Linked DNA regions of Mus musculus: region 2 is linked to region 1. The links are chromatin contacts, called in public promoter capture Hi-C maps. All regions are on one chromosome and are shown on one strand. The core of a region is the stretch at or near the end of the contact, and the rest is flanking DNA. Distances in the headings are between cores, read along the strand shown. Region 1 holds the start of Golga7 (golgi autoantigen, golgin subfamily a, 7). Region 2 holds the start of Brf2 (BRF2, RNA polymerase III transcription initiation factor 50kDa subunit).

The links. Promoter capture Hi-C pulls out the DNA fragments that hold promoters and counts their contacts.
Region 2: a contact with region 1 is called in a promoter capture Hi-C map of pre-B cells. The contact joins the promoter of Brf2 here to the promoter of Golga7 in region 1. A contact is called at or near these places in 1 of 39 promoter capture datasets (pre-B cells) and 1 of 484 Hi-C or Micro-C datasets (CD4 T cells).

Annotation. Positions count from the first base shown.
Region 1 is chr8:23,253,868-23,259,118 of GRCm38.p6, forward strand. It overlaps Golga7 (golgi autoantigen, golgin subfamily a, 7), which reads right to left and starts at 3,213. Exons shown (of 5, transcript NM_020585.2): 1 at 2,807-3,213. The coding sequence starts at 2,917.
Region 2 is chr8:27,125,583-27,130,833 of GRCm38.p6, forward strand. It overlaps Brf2 (BRF2, RNA polymerase III transcription initiation factor 50kDa subunit), which reads right to left and starts at 3,050. Exons shown (of 4, transcript NM_025686.2): 1 at 2,839-3,050; 2 at 1,878-1,937; 3 at 238-559. The coding sequence starts at 2,992.

The DNA of each region.
Region 1 (5,251 bases), core at 1,963-4,462:
TTTTAAAAATCTGTTGTGTCTAGGCACATTAAGATAGTCATCAGTCCTCCAAAGGTCTTTGGATAGTAATTCAGAAACTGTATTGGAAATTTGGAGATATGCAAAAATGGACCCCCCCCCCCAAAAAAAAAAAAAAAAACATGGCCCATGCTGGGCAGTGGTAGTGCATGCCTTTAATCCCAGCAATTGGGAGGCAGAGACGGGTAGATTTTTGAGTTCGAGACCAGCCTGGTCAACAGAGTGAGTTCCAGGACAGCCAGGACTACACAGAGAAACCCTGTCTCAAAAACCCAAAAAACCCCAAAAAACCAACCAACCAACCAACCAACCAAAACATGGCCCAATAAACACCATTTAAAATGGAATGGACCTAGGAATGGTTTTCTCAGAAGTTTTGTTTTTGATGAAATACACACTGCTGAAGCTAAAGCGATCACAAACATATCGTAAAGTCAAAGGTTATTCCTGCTGACTAGATTAAGTAGAATTCGTCTCTACTACAGTCCGTTTGGATTTTCTTCTCCCAGAAGACTAGGGGGACTAAAACATTGGCATTCTAGCTAAAACAACAACAAAGGTTCGTTTGAAGAACGACTGGGGCAGCTGGGCTCTCAGGCATCAAAGCATCACACTGTAACAGGCAGCGGAGTACAGTGCTCAGCTGACACAATTCTGTGCCCTCAAATAGCATGCGTGCATTTTTAAATATCATGTCAAATAGGACATCTGTGCATTAGTTTCTCATCACACTGGCGAGTGTGATGTTCCCACGGACTGAAAGCCAGACCTGGCAACAGCACAGCACAGCGCAGCGCAGCACAGCACAGCGCAGCGCAGCGCAGCACCACTACTTCTAGGTCAGCAGAGAAATAAGCCTCTCAACGCCCCATCACACAAAGTCAAGAGAACGTCAACGTATCATCAGCACATACCCATAAAAGCCTCCCCAAGTGGTTTACGTAAGTGTTTAACTCAACAGTAAGAGAGTCAAAGGCACATAGCACACACACACCACTACCCATTCTGCGGTTTAGCAAGTCAATCAAGTACCAATTTGGACGGCAGAGTTCAGCAGCATCAATTTCCTGTAAAGGTGTGTGTGACTACATGGGGGTTTTAAACCTAAGATTATTAAGGAAAGGTTCTACCATCCACAATGAAAGGCGAATGCCTGATGTCGCATATACGTGCCTGGCTCAATAAAGAGAGAAGTCTGACTTATAAACCAACAGAGGCCTTTAAATGGCATGTCACAAACAAGTCAATCAAAACCTGTTATCCTCTCCCTCCTCACTCTCCCTGAGACAAGAGTTTTGCAATGCAGTCCATACTGGCTTAGGACTCAGGATCCTCCTGCCTCTGGCACCTGGGCGCCAGGTTACAGGTGTCCATGACCACACACTGTTTACACAGTATCTTTTCAAAGCTTGCTTCATCTTTAATTTGCAGTTCAAGAAGGGCAACTGTGCCACTAACTTGCCAACAGCCATAAATCCCACTTAAGGAGAAGGTAATGAAATAAAGAATTTTCTAGCCTAACAATCAGTCAGTACTGGGATTGAAACCAGAGCCCCACACATCCTAGACAAGTGGTCTACCATTGAATTATCTCAGGATCACCACCTTTTCCAAGCTATTTCAGAGCATGGTCTTTTCAAACTGCCTAGGCTGGCCTGGAACATGCAGTCTTCCAGCCTTAGATTTCCTAGTAGCTGGTAGTTGGCCTGAGTAAGTATGTAGTGCTGGGGATAGATCCCTGGGCCTTCAACCTGGAAAAAACAGGCTCTGTGCACTAAGCCACACACCCAGCCTACAAACCACCCCTCTGATTTTAAATGGCTGGCACACATTTCTCTAGTACACACTCATCTCCACCTACCTAGTCCACAAGCAGCATTTCTTAGCCCCACACCCACACCATGCTTAATTACCCTCCAAGTTCCTCATCCTTCAGAAACTGATTTATGAACAGGAAATAGAATCTGAGTAATATCGCTGAAGAACAAAAGGAGGATCACATTGGGTAGACGAGTAGATTTTTTTTGTTTTTTTTTTGGTGTGGTTAAATCTGAAGGAATGGTACACAAATCTCATCTTTGTTTACAAGGTTGCCCAAAGGACCTCTGCCCCATGACCGTTTTGATATGCAAGGCAAACAGGAAGTTCCCAGTGATAATGACTGGGAGTCAGGGTTGGTTCAGCTACAAGTTCCTTTGCCGTTCCTGCCCGGGACCGTGTACGTTTTTCAGGTTCCAAGAAGGCCTGTCTGGACTGCCGAGCACATCCCTAATAAACCCTTTCAGCTGAACAGTATGACCAGCACAGTGACCACAGATACCAGTCATGACTATGACGCTGTCTTTCGCGTGTCTGAGGCAGTAGGATATAGGTTACCACAGGAGGTATGAGGTGGCCTGGAGTTCCAGGAATTAGCACCTCATCAAGATGTCAATAACTGAGTGAGTGTGTGTGTGTGTGTGAGCTTCAACCAGGTGTCAAGTACCGTGTGTGTGTGTGTGTGTGTGTGTGTGTGTGTGTCGGCATCCTGTTAAGGACACTCTTGGGTGGACTGCGGGCCAGCATCCTAAAAGTTCTATATGATCACTGTACTCTGAGCATTAGCCTTAGTGGTCTTTCTCCAAATACTAGACCGTACCTCCTTCGTATATCTTTTCCCATGAATCCTGACGTCTCATGCTCTCCCGAACCGTGAGACACTCCCTCCCGCTCCAGGGACTCTCCCCTCCCCAGGGCCAGGGGCAGGGCCAGGAGCAGGGCCAGGAGCAGGGGAAGCCGGGCTGCATACCCTGTTCTCCAGCTCCGCGGGGAACTTGGTCTGGAACTGGCAGCGCGTGCCGCTGCTGTAGTCTCGCTGAATGAACACCTTCCCGGACACCGGTGCCTGCTGCGGCCTCATGGCGAGGACAGGACCCGCCGCTCTGCGAGTTCGGGCAAGACACGGGGTCAGATGGCCGGCCTAGAGCCGGCTCTCCGGCCCGCCAGCCCTTCGGAGCCACCCACCGCCCAAAGACGCCCCAGGCCTCCCCCCTCGCCGATCCCCTTCACTCATGGCTGTAGCCGAGGGACTCCAAGCTACCCAAGCCCAGGACCCGCGCCCCCCCACATCCTGGTTCGGCCCTGGAAACACAAACCCGCCTCCTCGGCCCTCCAGCAGCTGTCGCGCCACCTCCGTCGCCGCTTACGTCCTGTCGCAAAAAAACCTAGCCTCTCCCGAACACCTTCTGTGCCGCACGTTGACACCCCGCCCCCTCCGGCCGTAAAGCGACGCCTCCGCGGCTGCGCGTTGCGGTGAGGTGCGCGGTGGCTGGGAGAGAAGTCTTCCTAGTGTAGGCGAATGAAACCCTTCCGGGCGGAAGAAGATGATGATGATGAGGTGGACGTGATCGGTGGATCCGGGAGTTCCGGGAAAGACGCCGGGGTTAGAGACTCGGAATTCCCTGTTGGTTGTGGTGAAGTGGTTTGTGGGCACAGGAATAGTTCCCTTCTTGATTAAGCGTTCCAGCTTTCACGTGGGCTAACCCACCTCGCTCCACAAAAACAACCGTCACTCTCCAATTCCAACAGACACAGATATTTACAACTACAAAGCGCACTACTGGGGATGCATTTGGCCCCTGGAACCCTCTTGAACGAGAGTGAGGAGATGGTATTCCTGTTCTGCATTATCCTGCATCCCTTCTCCAATTCTTCTTGAGGTGTTGGTTTTTTTCGTCCCAGAGACATGTACACCAGCTATACCCGCTTAGGTGACCCGACTGGACCAACAACAGTTCTCTCTCATTGGTCCCCACTTTACTGACTGTATCTTTGCAAGACATCCAGGAAAATCCCTATGCACGTCTGGTGGTGGCGATGTTCTAGTACAACTTTTTAGTATACTGATAATTGATTAGATACTTGATCAGTTGTCACGATAATTGATTTCTCTTTTGGGGTTTTAAAAATAGCATTAAAAAAATTTCCAGCATAGGGCGGGGGACAGGGCAGAGGTCGTCCACTCCCTGGTGATCTCTGAGTTCAAGCCCACCCCAGTTTACCTAAATAGTACCAGGCCAGCCAGATCGTCATGGTGAGACCCTGTCTCAAAAATGAATAGCTTTATCCCAATAAAGGGTGTATAGTAAACCCACTCATTTAACGTGGACATAATTTGTTAACTTCTACCACGTCCATGCCCTTAAACCATCAGTACAATCAAGATAATAAACACCACCTCTAAAAACTTCCTTACTCTTTACAGTCATACCTTTCAGCCATTCAGCAGACCCCCTTTGCCCAGTACTAACCTTTCTGTCACTAGAAACAAACTTGTGTTTTCTTAACTTTCACTTAAATTGAATCAGAGTTTTTCGTCTCCTTCTTATTGTATAGATTCTACTGAGATTCCTCTGTTGTGCCATACGTAATTTCATTTCTGTGACTTTCCCCATTTATTCATTCACGTACTGCCTCAGGGTTTCCATTGCTGTGAAGGGAAACCATGACCAAGACAGTTTTTTATTTGTTTGTTTGTTTGGTTTTTTGAGACAGGGTTTCTCTGTATAGCCCTGGCTGTCCTGGAACTCACTTTGTAGACCAGGCTGGCCTCGAACTTAGAAATCCGCCTGCTTCTGCCTCCTGAGTGATGGGATTAAAGGCGTGTGCCACCACCGCGCGGCTACAAGGCAGTTCTTATTAAGGGTAACATTAAATTGGGGTTGGCTTACTGGTTCTGAGGTTCAGTCCATTATCATCATGGTGGGAAGCATGGCAGCTTCCAGAAAGGGATGGTGCTGGAGAAAGAACTGAAAGTTCCAAAGGCAAACAGGACAAGACAAGCTTCCAGGTAGCTAGGAGAAGGGTCTTAAAGACCAACCCCAAAGTAACACAGTTCCTCTAAGATAGCCACACCCATTCCAGTAAGGCCACACCTCCAAATAGTGCCAATCCCTGGATCAAGTATACTGAAACCAGCACATTAGTTGATAGACAGGAAATTTCCAGTTTTAGAATTGCAAATAAAGCTTCTATAGAATTAGCCTACAAGTCTGTGTATGTTTTTTTAAAAAGAGGTTGAGATTTCAATTTATTTTTATTGGTGAATCCTGTAAAGGCATTTTTCCCTTTTTAATTTTATAAACTTTATTATTAACAGGCTTGCAAATAAATAAAGACAACACACACCAAAATTAGCCAGACCCCAAATCTATACAAATGAACTTCTATCCAGTTAGAAGTGACACCCAGAACA
Region 2 (5,251 bases), core at 1,800-4,299, 3.9 Mb after region 1:
ATGCCAAGGCTGGCTAACAGGCTTTTTTTTTTTTCTTTTTTTGTAATTATCACACTCCTATGATGGAAAAGGGATTTGAAATTACAACGTTTTGGAACAGTATAAACAGTATTAACATGTATAAATTGCATTAGTAGTAAGCACAAAACAGGAAAGACCCTCCCATCCTTTGAGACAGGCTCTGGGTGAAAGATGCCCGGGATCCAGCCCAGCCCGGTGTTCCTCCTAGACCAGTACCTGCTGCAGTAAGACTTCACCAAGTCTGCCAGGCACAGGGAGGGCACATCCAGCCCCAGGAGCTTTACCATCTGCATGTAGGTGCCAGAAAACAAGTCCAGATCGGCATAGAGCAGTGTGCAGATGGTTCCCATGGTGAGGGGCCAGTTATGTTGCCGACAGGTGATTAAAACACAGCATCCGACTAACACTTCCTTCTTCTGCAGCCTGGCAGCTCGGATCCCAGACAGCTGATATGCCTTCTGGTAGTAGGAGATTGCTGTATCCTCAAACGTTAGCGGCAGCTTCAGAATCCGACACAGGTCTCTTACTCGACGGAGATCTAGGAAAACATGCAGGAAGCAGAGAGGTCAAAGAGAGTAGTGTACAACTGCTAGCAAGTTCTGCTAGGGCTTAATTGACTTCTGTTAAACTTGCCATATATACCAGATGCACAAATAATATGCCCTTCTGTGCTAACAGGACACCTGATATGGCGTGTGTTTTGTGGAGCTGGAGTTACATGAGATCCTCAACCATGCTGGGCACACCTTTTAATCACCGAGCTACATTCTTAGCCCTTTAGAACCATGGTCCTTCCAATGGTGCACAACACTTGTAGAAAGGTCACATTCAATCCACCACCTTCGTATTTTAACTTATGGACAAGGCAAAATGTCTTTTCTTTTCTTTCTTTTTTTTTTTCCTTTTTTTTTTCTTTTTGGTGCTGGGGATTGAACCTCAAGCCTTACACATGATAGGTACATATTCTATCACCGACCTACCCCTAGCTCCAAAGCCATGCTTTTACTCAGGCTCTCTGTGCAGACCCAAACCTTCCTCTACCTCTATGCCTTTTAGTTTTTAATACACACTCAGTATGTAGGCTGGGCTGACCTCAAACTCTATCCTCCTGCCTCAACCCCAGAGTGCCGAGATTGTAGGCACACGCCACATTAACAACTGTTCTCTCGCAGCCTGCCTGACGCCAGTAACACTGAAAACAAGGACACACAGACAGACTAGGTCATCAAAACAACCATCTCAGTCGGGTGTTGGTGGCGCACGCCTTTAATCTCAGCACTTGGGAGGCAGAGGCAGGAGGATTTCTGAGTTCAAGGCAGGCCTGGTCTACAGAGGGAGTTCCAAGACAGCCAGGGCTACACAGAGAAACCCTGTCTTGAAAAACAAAAACAAAACAAAAAAGTCTTTAAGGCCACGGTGTCATAAAAGGTTGATGCTCCGGAATGGGTGGGTAGGGGAGTTGAGGGGAGGGTATGGGGGACTTTTGGGATAGCATTAGAAATGTAATTGAGGAAAATACGTAATAAAAAAATATATTTAAAAAAGAAAAGAAAAGAAAAAAAAAGGTTGATGCTCTGGGCTGGAGAGATGGCTCAGCAGTTAAAAGGCACTATTGCTCTTGTAGACGACCTGGGGTTTGCTTCCCAGCATCCACAGGGCTGCTCACGACCATCTATAACTGCAATTCCAGATGATCCAACCCCCTCTTCTAACTCCATGGGCACCAGGCATGCACATGCTGCACACACACACATACATGCAGTAAGAACACCCATACACATAATATCAAAACATTAAACAGTGACATAAATAAAAGCAAAGCTGAAATTTAAGGGGGAAAAAAGTTTGATTCTCACCTCGTTGCTGGCAGCGACTAACTTGTTCGTTTTCCCCAGTGCTTCGAGAATATGTCACTTCTGTAAAATAGCAAACAACAAATTACCCAGCTGGCCTTCGTTCACCTCCTCCTTGCCCTCTGACTGCATAAGGCCAGGGAGATTTCAAATGACTGTGTATCTACTTCTACCTCAGAGAAGATACCCATCTATGTAAAAGTAATAGGACAGAACTGTATTTTTAAAAGCTGCACTGGCAATTCTGATTTTCCAATAATTTCTCTGATACATTCACTTTTGAGGGCTGCATTAGCCAAGGGCTAGAGCAGTGGTTCTCAACCTTCCTAATGCTGCCACCCTTTAATACAGTTCCTCACGTTGTGGTGACCCCCAACCTTAACATTATTTTCGTTGCTACTTCATAACTGTAATTTTGTAATGGTTACACGAAGATTGCATTAGCTACAGAAAAAAAAGAGAATTATGAATTGCATTATGAATCATAATGTAAACCGCCTATATGCAGGATGGTCTTAGGGGACTCCTGTGAAAGATTCTGTGGACACCACGGCGGTCACCACCCACCGGTTGAGAACCGCTGTACTAGAGCAATGGCGTGGAACGCAGAGGAGAGCAAGTTGCCAATTAGTGCTAAAACCTGCTAGGAGATGATGGTTCGTGTTGTTATTTTCAAATAATTTACCGGCACTCCTTCAACACTGACTAGGTCTGACAAGACGAATGAAACCTTTATCGTTTCGTTCATTCACCAACCAATATACCCACCCAATGCCAGACACCGTTGTAGGTACTGGGAAATCAGATGGATCGCACCCTCCTCCAGCTCATCTGTTTACTTAAGCCCAATTCTCTCACATTTAACTGTGCGCATGGCCAAGAAAGGGAGGAGGCTGGAAAGAGGGAGCTGGGTTTAAGGACTCCACCGCCCAAGGCTGGCGATCCCCGGGTTCAAGACCAGTACCCCTGAAGTTGCCCTCGTCGCTAAAGGTGGTAGTTAGGACCCCTTCGGTGACCACGCAGCCGCAGTCGGAGCACACCAGCTGGCTCTGAGAATAATGCGAATCTTCCACGAGCTCGGAGGAGCCGCAATCCGGGCAGCGGCTTCCGTTCGGCATCTCGTCGGTCGGTCCAGGGCTGCGGTACCGCCGTCAGGCACAAACTCCCAGAGAACTTGTAACTGGGCAGCGGCAATAAAGTGGAGGGGCGCTTATTCCGGATGCACCATCCTCCTCCGGCCAGCTGGCCAATCGGCTGGCAGTTTGCTCCTCCCCTCGGCAGTACGCCACTTCCGATCCCTTCTGTGGACTCGGGTAGAAACCTGAGTTAGAAAGGGAGGTTCCTGGATTTAACTGTTTCTCAGGCTCTCTGGGTTTTTGTGGTTAGGCCACGTGGGGAGTTGACACAAACCACAGATGTGGAATTGTTGTCTGCAAAACACTATTTTTTAAAATATATTATCCAATTTATAATTTATTTTTTAGCCTATCATGCTTATGTAGCCCAGGCTGACCTAAAATACTGATCCTCCTGCCTCTGCCTACTACATGCTGGGATTACAGGCTTGTATTACCATGCCTGATTTAACTCCCTTCAAAAAAGTGGAACCAGTTTTTTCCTTTCTATGTAGTAAGGAACGTTAAGTTTGACCGTAGTAGAAAATAGATCACTCTGCAGTGAGAGAGCAGTAAATTGTGTTGTACTCTACGGACCTCCCCACACTAAGTTGCCGTCTCTCTTTCAAAGTCTCTCTTGTTGTTGTTGTTTTCCAACATATTTCTTTAATCCTAGCATTTAGGAGGTAGAGATTGAGCCAAGCCTGGTGTACATAATGAGTTCAGTCCAGTCAGAGCAACTTAATAAGAACATGTCTCTAAATAAATACAATAAGATGAACTAAAATCTTGAGTGGTAGATTTAAATATCTTCAGAGAATAGCATGAAAAACCATAGTTCTCTCCTCAAAGAGGATGTACAAGAGTTTATGCTAGAGCCAAAAAGGAGGACTTGAGCCCAGGAACAGATAGATACAAGTTTCTCCAAATAACACATAGAACTGTTAAGTGGTTACATGAAGATTGCATTAGATTTAGAACAAAGAGAGCCATATATCATACGATAGGGACCACTGGTAATAACATTACAGAATATGGGGAAACCCTTTCCATGGGTTTCAGATGCTATCTTCTGAATTGATGGAGGCTAGGAGTTGGTAAGAATGCATTTTAAATTGTCGGATTTTATTGTTGGTTTGATTTGGGTGTTTTGTTTTGTTTTGTACTTTAAGACAAGAGTCACTGTATATCTCTGGCTGTCTTGGAACTCATTATATATACCAGGATAGTCTTAAACTCACAGAAATCTGCCTCTCTCTACCTTCTGAGTGCTAGGATTAAAGACATTTGCTACTACATCTGGCCTTCAAACACACACATACACACACACACACACACACACACACCTCCTCTCTCCCCTTCAACTTTTGGCAAACTGGAAGCTACAGGCCGACTCAGACATGTTTAAAACCTTGAACTTTGAGCTATCCACGTGGCACGTGCCTTTAATTCTGACACTCAGAAGGCAGAGGCAGGCAGGTTTCTTTGAGTCCAAGGGCAATTTGATGTACAGAGTGAGTGCCTGGCCAGCTAGGGCTAGCTAGACCCTCTCTTAATTTTTTTTTAAGAGAGAAAAGGGGAAAACAATCTTGTATTGAACTTTAATATAACTCGCCTGTTGCCCCAGCACTTGGAAAGTAAAGGCAGGAAATCAAGAGTTAAAAGCAAGGGGCTGGAGAGATGCCTCAGGGGTTAAGAGCACTGACTGCTCTTCCAGAGGTCATGAGTTCAATTCCCAGAAACCACATAGTGGCTCACATCCATCTGTAATTGGATCCAATGCCCTCTTGTGTGTTGGTGACTGTGTACTCATATATGTAAAATAAATAAACAAATGAGAGAGAGAGAGAGAGAGAGAGAGAGAGAGAGAGCGCCAAAGGGCTGGGCGGTGGTGGCATACACCTTTTTTTTTAATTAGGTATTTTCCTCATTTACATTTTCAATGCTATCTCAAAGGTCCCCCATACCCACCCCCCCAATCCCCTACCCACCCACTCCCCCTTTTTGGCCCTGGCGTTCCCCTGTACTGGGGCATATAAAGTTTGCAAGTCCAATGGGCCTCTCTTTGCAGTGATGGCCGACTAGGCCATCTTTTGATACATGGCATACACCTTTAATCCCAGCACTTGGGAGGCAGAGGCAGGCGAATTTCTGAGTTCGAGGCCAGCCTGGTTTACAGAGTAAGTTCCAGGACAGCCAGGGCTACACAGAGAAACCCTGTCTCAAAAAAACAAAAACAAAAACAAAAAAAAAACAAAAAAG